Regions from separate parts of the Sus scrofa genome. Here region 2 is linked to region 1. The links are chromatin contacts, called in public HiChIP or PLAC-seq maps. All regions are on one chromosome and are shown on one strand. The core of a region is the stretch at or near the end of the contact, and the rest is flanking DNA. Distances in the headings are between cores, read along the strand shown.

Region 1 (4,358 bases), core at 390-2,889:
GGATTTCAGCACATGTCTGTTGAATTAGATGGAGGCTGATCTGCAGGAATTGCACTGAACAGGTCAGTCCGTCGCAGGACGCTTTTCAACACAGACTGTAGACCTCGAGGGACTAAGAAACAAGGTCCACAAAGAAAGCAGCCAAGTCAAACACTGCCCCTGCCCCAGCTCCTTTCGGCTCGTTCTTCCGCGTGGGGCGTCAGAATACACAGAGGTAAAGCACGAGCCCCGGAGCCCTTCTAAGGAGACAACGAGGAAGCTGCAGGAAGATGCAAGAGGAGCAACTGCAGCCAGGTCTGTCCTCCCTCCACCATTCAACCCCGAATCAAAACCGCCCACCACTCGCAGGACTAGAAATAGACGGAAGGGGGGGTCACCATGCCCTGGGGGGTGCCCCTCGCTCCGAGCATGCGCACTCTTCTCCGAGCGAGTCCTTTCCCTTTTGCTCGCTTGGCTCCTAAAGACACAGACACACTCCACCCCAAAGAAGCAAAACAGCTCCGTGATTTCTTAGCTGTGAATGAGCCACAGAATTTTAAGCTTCAAATTCACAAAATGCAGCTTTTCAGTCCTGCTCAGGATTGGTTTTCAAAATTTGATCTGCAGAAGAATCATCTAAAGGGATTGTTAAATCCAGACTTATACATGTTCTAAATGCGAAAAATGACTAAATAACCAGAATATAACCATGGAAAACCAACCCGCAAATACAAGAGGGAGGGGGAGAGAGAGAACTGGGGCGGGGGGCGGGGAGCTGGGGAGAGAGAAAGAGGAAGAGAAAGAGTGTTTTGATGAGACTGTCATCTTTTCTGGCTGCCCCCCACCCCCCCGGGACAGGTGGAAGTTCCCCAGCCAGGGTTCGAACCCACTCTGCAGGAGCAACCCGAGCCACTTCAGTGACAACGCCAGAGCCTTAACCCATGCTCCACAAGGGAACTCCAGAGATGGTGATTTTTAACTAATAAAGCTCAGCACTGTGGGGACCAAATTTGTCTCTACAGAGATATTCACAAAGCTCTCACTGTGAAGCTTTCGGAAGTATGACTAATAGAAAGATGAAAATGAAACTACCTCTTTACATGATAAGTCCTATAACCTCCTTGGCAGGAACTGTCTTATTCTCTGAATTCTATTGCCAGTCGCCGAGCTTGAAAGCAGGGCAGACAACTCCCATGAGGACCCTGCCAAGGAGCAGGACAGCCAGGAGGACACACGGTGCCTGACCCTCATTTTGCCGCCCCTGCTGGTCCAGAGAAGCTGAACCTCCCCCACCGCCACCCCCACCCCACCCTTGGATTAAAGCCAGCCTCAGACCCCTGCCCTCCAGACACCAGGACTCCTGTCCTTCCTCGGTTGTCACTTTGAGTCCGAAATCAACCTTGGTTTGCACACGAAAGAGAGGGACATACCTGCTCCACCCCCAAGGGTCCAAGAATGGTTCCGGTGGCCTGTCTCACTTGTTCCTTCCACCTCTCTCTCCCTCCAGTGTCAAGGCTAAAAAAGACTGAACAAGCTCGTCCTCTCTCCCAGTAAAGAGCTGTCTTCAAAGTGAAAATGAAAGTGATCCGTGCTGCTGTTGCCTTCGCAGAGTCACGCCAGGAGCACCGAGCACAGCACCAACGGGGGTGATGGCGCAGGGTGAGAGGAGGCTGCGAAAGGCCAGTGCTCAGCATCACCTCTGAGCACACGCCCCAGCTTTCCTTGGGCCTCCCCACGTGTAAGTTTGCTTAGGGTGGCACAAGTTCCCTTGGCAAACAGGAAAGGAGAAAATCATGGCACAAATGTTAGCAAAATTGTATAAGCCAAGCATATCTCAAGCATTTTTCTCTTAGTGTGGATCCCTGGATGCCCTTGTTCATGAAGAGCTCTTAAAATTTTAAATCTGGAGGTCCCGTCGTGGCTCAGCGGAAACGAGTCTAACTAGCATCCATGAGGATGCAGGTTTGATTCCTGGCCTCACCCAGTGGGCTAAGGATTCATTGTTGCTGTGGGCTGTGGTGTAGGTCACAGATGTGGCTCTGATTGGACCCCAGGCCTTGGAACCTCCATATGCAGCAGGTGCGGCCCTGAAAAAAAAAAAAAAAAAAAAAAAAAAAAAAAAAGACTGCAGTTGCAACAGTTCTTTCCTGTCTCTCATACAACAATTTCTCCTCTCGTTGGACCTAAAAAGCAATTAAAAAAGAAAAGGTGGAGAAGAACTGGTAGAAACAGACACTACAATTTACATAATTCTACTATAGCATACAGAATCTATAAACTCTACCAAACTGTAACATGCAAGACAAATTCTCTAGGCTCCAACATCAGCTTCCCAGGGAAGAAGCACAGGCCAAATCTAAGACACAAAGGCTAACAGACACTGCCACCACGTGGTAACTCAAAAATCATAATTTATCTGGTAAGAGAGGAATTTTCCTGTGAAAAGTACTTGACTGAACTCACCCATATCTCACATCATGCAATACTAATTTTGCCTCTTATGTGTTTCCTAATATTGACTATAATATAGGTTTTTAAAGGTTAATTGTAATGGGAGTTCCCGTCGTGGCTCAGTGGTTAACAAATCCGACTAGGAACCATGAGGTTGCGGGTTCCATCCCTGGCCTCCCTCAGTGGGTTAAGGATCCGGCGTTGCCGTGAGCTGTGGTGTAGGTTGCAGACGCGGCTCGGATCTTATGTTGCTGTGGCTCTAGTGTGGGCCGGCAGCTACAGCTCCGATTACACCCCTAGCCTGGGAACCTCCATATATGCTGTGGGTGCAGCCCTAGAAAAAGGCAAAAAGATGAAAAAAAAAAAAAGGTTAATTGAGATGAAGAGAGAAGTAGTGAGGTCATAAGCTCTGATGAAGAGAATGTTTCCTCTTGGGTTTTCCTTCCCAGAAAAAGAGACTTGGATGCACATAGTTATCTGAGAAGTGACGGCAGGAAGCCAGAGGAAGGGAGAAGGGGGAAAGGGAGAGTAGGAGAGAGAAAGTGGAAAAGTCAAAATTCGAATTATTGAGCTGGTTACCGTTACACGTCCCAGCATGCATGTTCTGAAGAACTCCTCGAGTGCACTTCACAAGTGTCCCTTGGAGGGGTGCTGGGAGGATGTGACCAAGTGTCCCTTGGAGGGTCAAGGTTCCGGCGTTGCCGTGAGCTGTGGTGTAGGTCGCAGATGCGGCTCAGATCCAGCGTTGCTGTGGGTGTAGTGTAGGCTGGCAGCTGCAGCTCTAATTCGACCCCTAGCCTGGGAACCTCCATATGCTGCAGGTGCAGCCCTAAAGTAGCGGGGGCAGGGGAGCTACCAAACCATAGTGTGTAATTCAGTCCATAGTTTTTAGAAGAGACCACATTCCTAACGATAACTCATCAGGGGCCCCTGATGCCCAGAATGAAGGCCAACCTGGACACCTGAGAGGGCCCATTCTGATCCCACCTGCTGAATCCAGGAGTGAGAGGCTTGCCCTCCTCCAAAGGAGGTGTCCACTCCCCACAGGGCGCAGCTTCATGCGTTCGTGTAATGCCTTGCTTTCTTCCTTGAGTCCAAGCCTTTGGATTGAATATACGCCCGGGAGTGGGACTGCTGGATCGCATGGTAGCTCTTTATTTAGTTTTCTGAGGACCTTCCACGCTGTTTTCCACAGTGGTTGTCCGAATTTACATTCCCACCAACAGTGAAGGGAGACGTATTTTGAATGCCTGAAAAGTTGACTCAGAAAATCCCTACAGAAATTCTGGATGTAGAGGCCATTCTTCTGCCCTCTGTGTCACTGCACATATCACTGAGGCCTACAAATAACAAGTGCTAGAGAGGGTGTGGAGAGAAGGGAACCCTCCTGCACTGTCGGTGGGAATGTTGCTGTGATTTACGTCGAAGAGTCTTCTGCCTACGTCTTCCTCCAGGAGTGTTACAGGATCTTGCCTTACATTTAGGTCCTTAATCCATTTTGAGTTTACTCTTGTGTATATGGTGTTAGAGGATATTCTAATTTCGTTCTTCTCCGTGGAGCTGTCCAGTTTTCCCGGCACCACTTACTGAAGAGACGCTCTCTCCTCCGCTGTATGTTCTTGCCTCCTTCGTCAGAGATTAGTTGACCACAGGTGCTGGGGTTTATGTCTGGGCTTTCTCTTCTGTCCCACTGAGACATAAAATAGGGAAAACTGGAGTTCTGGTTCTGGCTCAGCAGGTTAAGAACCCAACCAGCATCCATGAGGTGGTGGGTTTGACCCCTGGCCTCGCTCAGTGGTTTAAGGATCTGGCATTGCCATGAGCTGTGGTGCAGGCAAGCAGCTGCAGCTCTGAATCGACCCCTGGCCAGGGAATTTCCATATAACATAGGTGCAGCCCTAAAAAGACACACACACAAAAAAAAGGGA
Region 2 (3,913 bases), core at 878-3,377, 61 kb before region 1:
CTGGTGGAAGGGCCTTCAGATGCCCGCCCTCTCCATTAAAGGCTCCCAAAGCAGCTTCTCCATCGGGGGTCAACACCCTTGTCCCAAGGCAGAATTCCTCCAAAGGGCCATTCCAGCCCAGAGCGCCCATGGGAGCGAGGGGAAGCTGAGGACGGCAAGGCAGTGCCACCTCTCCCTCCATCCAGCCGGCTTCTCTCCCAGACACCCTCTATGAAATCCGATTGTGTGGTCTTGTCAGTGGGAATAAAGACTCTCTGAGGGCAGGACCTGTATGTCCATCCCTGATCTCTGCAGTTCTAAGCCCCAAGGCCTGGAACTCTGCTGTTCAGTAGCTGTTTATGGAATGAAACAAGTCACGCACACAGTGCCAAGCAAGAAAAGGTTTTACCTCCTATGGCGTGATTTCTCCCTAGGAATTATTCAACCAAACCACAGTTCACTTCATTTACCACGGTTGGTTTACATTTTACAAATAGATCATGGCAGTTAAATTTCTAGGTTCATGAAGGGATAGGGAGAGAACCCAGAATAAAAAGTATTTCTCCGTGACTTTCTGCCTTACCTTCTCCACATCGCCCAGGCCCTCGGTGTCCAGAAGGACCAGGGTGCGGTCTGGCTTGGAGGGGTGGGGCACACACCACATCCAGATGCCCTTGGTTTCAGACTGCACTGTGGACCCCACACGGAAACCTGCCAGGGGGGTGGAGAAAGCGACATTCAGTGATGGCAGAAAATCTAAGCAGCCGAGGGGCTACTAAGTCAGACGTACTGGAGCGTAAGCACTCAGCAGACAGGATGGTGCTTTCTCTGTTTCTTCAAGAGTGTCCTGCTTTGTGTGACTTCTGTTTCAAGAAGGATGAGGCCAAGCAAGCACTCCACGTGGGGACAGAGTGGCATCCATGAATCAGACATAACAGAGGTCACTGATAATGGTAACAAGAGTATTTTTTTTTTTTTTTTGTCTTTTTGCCTTATCGAGGGCCACTCCCATGGCACCTGGAGGTTCCCAGGCTAGGAGTCCAATTGGAGCTGTATCCGCTGGCCTACACCAGAGCCACAGCAACGTGGGATCTGAGCCATATCTGTGACCTGCACCAGAGCTCATGGCCACACCAGATCCTTAACCCACTGAGCAAGGCCAGGGATCAAACCCTCAGCCTCATGGTTCCTAGTCAGATTTGTTAACCCCTGAGCCACGATGGAAACCCACAAGAGTATTTTGAAATAATGGTGAATTTTAAAGCCACAAAGACATGGGAAGGGAAAAATTAGAAAACAATTGAGATTATATAGTTTGCCGGGCAAAACTAATGTTTAAAAAGGGGAAAGACACTGTCAAGCAGTGGCCTACAAATCTGACTGCAGCAGCTTGGTTCACTGAGAAGGTGTGAGTTTGACCCCTGGCCCAGAGCAAGTTAAGGAACTGGTGTTGCCTCAGCTGTGGCACAGGTTGCAGCTGTGGCTTGGATTTAATCCCTGGCCCAGTAACTTCCATATGCTATGGGTGTGGCCATAAAAATTTTTTTTAAAGGTGGGGGAGGAGAGGTATTAGCCACAATTAGATATGAAATTCAGGAAGTATTTTTAAGGTGATATATACTGAAACATCTCTATATATTCATGAGAATATTCCATAAAAAACCAAAATATATTTTGAGAGAAAGAAGATACATTTCTAAGAGCCTGCAATTGCTTAAGCTGGTAGAAGGTAGGAGTTTTTGCATTAGTAGGGGTGATTTTGCTTCATGGGAATAAAACAAAGACCATGGTAACACATTACATTAAAATAGTGATTTCGTGGTGAGAATTAGAAGTGGAAGTTTGGCTTATTGAGAGGAATTTGGTTCTCCCTCCACATGACCAGGGAAGAAAACTAAGAAGCTGAGGTATCACCTGGGCGAAAGCACCTGGCCCCTGACCCAGTATAACCCTCACCATGGTTCCGTCCCGCCAGACGGTTCATCAGGTAGGATTTGCCTGTGCGATACAGTCCTACAATGGCCACCACCACCACGGGCTGAGAAATCTTCTCAAGTATCTCTAGAGCTTCCTGGTTCACTGACAGCAGCTCATTGTTGTTTTCTATCAGACAGATGGGGTCCGTCATGTTGAGGGCAGATGCCATGGCAACCTGGTAACCTAGAAGGATTTCCTGGTAGAAATAAGATCACAGAGTCATTCGCTAACTGAGAGTTGTGCAAAGCATGCTTCACCTTAGGACCGGGCAAGCCTTCTGTGCTTTCCAGGGGACAAAACGTAACCCAGAACGAATGTGCTGCAGGGTGTTTCCTCCTTCGTTTCCTCAACCCTCCGAGGATGCTGATGATGGCACACCAGGTGTTATCACTCTCCATAGATGTACTTCGACCGCAGCAAGATCCGAGTTGTTGTTACCCAGCACAGAGGGCCTACAATGTGCTAAGCCCTACGACACATCTTAGCAAACCCAGCTAAATTGATACGTACAAAAACCTGAAACTGAGACATCAATATACCCCCTTTCAGAGAAGATAAAAGGGTCTCACAAAGGCTGGGTTAATAAGTCACAGAGAAAGGATTAAAAATCCAGTTGGCCAACAAATGGCAGACTAGTAAGCTCTAAGCTCTTATTTCCCAAAGGAGACATTAAAAGCAATCAAAGTATTGGCTAGAATGCCTCCATTATATTCCTGTAAAACAGACAAAAGTATAAAGCAATCAAGCAAATTCTCTAAGAAGAAATGGCCTCATTCGAATGGTAGGAAACTCTGTGGTGGTTTTGTTTGCTCTCGGCCCACACACACTCCCCAGTGTTGTACGTACGGCCTTGTCCGGGGAAGTGGGAATTCCCAATTCCTTCCCTTGGTCCAGAGGGAACAGAGCAGATCTTGCTTAGAAAGTTCTCACCTATGTGGGGGCTACGTCTTCAGGTCTCTGTTTCACCTCACATGGACCCACATGGTAGTGGCAAAACTCGAGGTCAGGTAGAAGGAACTAGTGGGTATTGCTTAAGAAAAAATGCACAGACGTATCTCCACAGACGCCTGGACCAAGACATGACCACTGAAGATCTAAAACAGACCATCTAAGGCACCGCTGCAGTTCCCCGTTCCCTTCTTGAGACTAAAGAGGGCAGAGCAGAGGGCATTTACAATGTTCCGACATGCCATGGGCTGCCTGAAGGACTGGTCTCTGTCTTACCTCACTTGGATCGCAAGCAAGGAGAAGCAGGGGGCATTGGCTGGGAAGGCTGCAGGGAGACTGACCAGTAGACACCGCTGACAAGACATCATGGGTGTGTGACATGGAGATTTATAACACGAAATACATATTTGGTCTTGGTCCCTGTTCCCGGCATATGGCTTCTAAAATCCTAGCTGATGAGAGTGATGGATATATCTTTCGTATGACTTTTGGCCTTTTGATCTGTGGTCTGAAAGAGCTCCAGCGTGATCGAGGTGAAAGTACAGCATGGTGTTATTTGAAACATGCTCCTTTCAACCACACCTATTTTTAAGATAATGAGGTGACTGTGGAAAGCCCCGAGATAGTCACAGACTAGAGACTGGTCACTAGGGTCCAAGTCTCCCTCTGGCAGGATCTGTCTCAGGGTCCCGTGAGAGCACTCCGGAATCCCTCAAACAGCAGCCCAAGAGCTGGGGAAGGTATTTACATGCACACATGCCCCGAGGTGCCAAGGCCCTCCTGGACTCCAGAAACTCAGGGAAAACAGCCAAGTGATTGGCTCTAAGCCGTGAAACTCTCAGCGGTTCTAATGCATCAAGAGCAGTAAAGACCATGGTGCTTCCTTCTGTGACTTGGCTTTAACTTTCGACCCTTCTCTTCTTCAGGTCCCAGGGCTCGGTTCCAAAGTCACGGCCCAGGCCCAGCCCAGACTTACTTCCAGAATCTTAATCCTCTCATCCATTTGTCT

What was found. HiChIP or PLAC-seq counts read pairs in DNA pulled down with a chosen protein or histone mark.
Region 2: an H3K27ac HiChIP or PLAC-seq map of alveolar macrophages shows a contact between it and region 1, with 4 times the contacts expected there. The contact joins the enhancer-like site here to the promoter of LOC100523310 in region 1. A contact is called at or near these places in 13 of 47 Hi-C or Micro-C datasets (alveolar macrophages, blood, differentiating spermatogonia and 8 more) and 1 of 2 datasets of contacts at active chromatin or transcription factors (alveolar macrophages).

The regions. Positions count from the first base shown.
Region 1 is chr4:127,174,618-127,178,975 of Sscrofa11.1, reverse strand. It overlaps LOC100523310 (guanylate-binding protein 6), which reads right to left and starts at 1,639. Exons shown (of 11, transcript XM_005663706.3): 1 at 1,410-1,639.
Region 2 is chr4:127,236,800-127,240,712 of Sscrofa11.1, reverse strand. It overlaps LOC102161784 (guanylate-binding protein 6-like), which reads right to left. Exons shown (of 17, transcript XM_005663708.3): 7 at 3,881-3,913; 8 at 1,936-2,152; 9 at 563-690. Among named protein-coding and RNA genes, the nearest start is that of LRRC8B, 100 kb to the right of the region's middle. Within about 2 kb of position 2,127, at least 4 of the 83 cell types and tissues checked have an H3K27ac peak or open chromatin away from gene starts, as enhancers often do.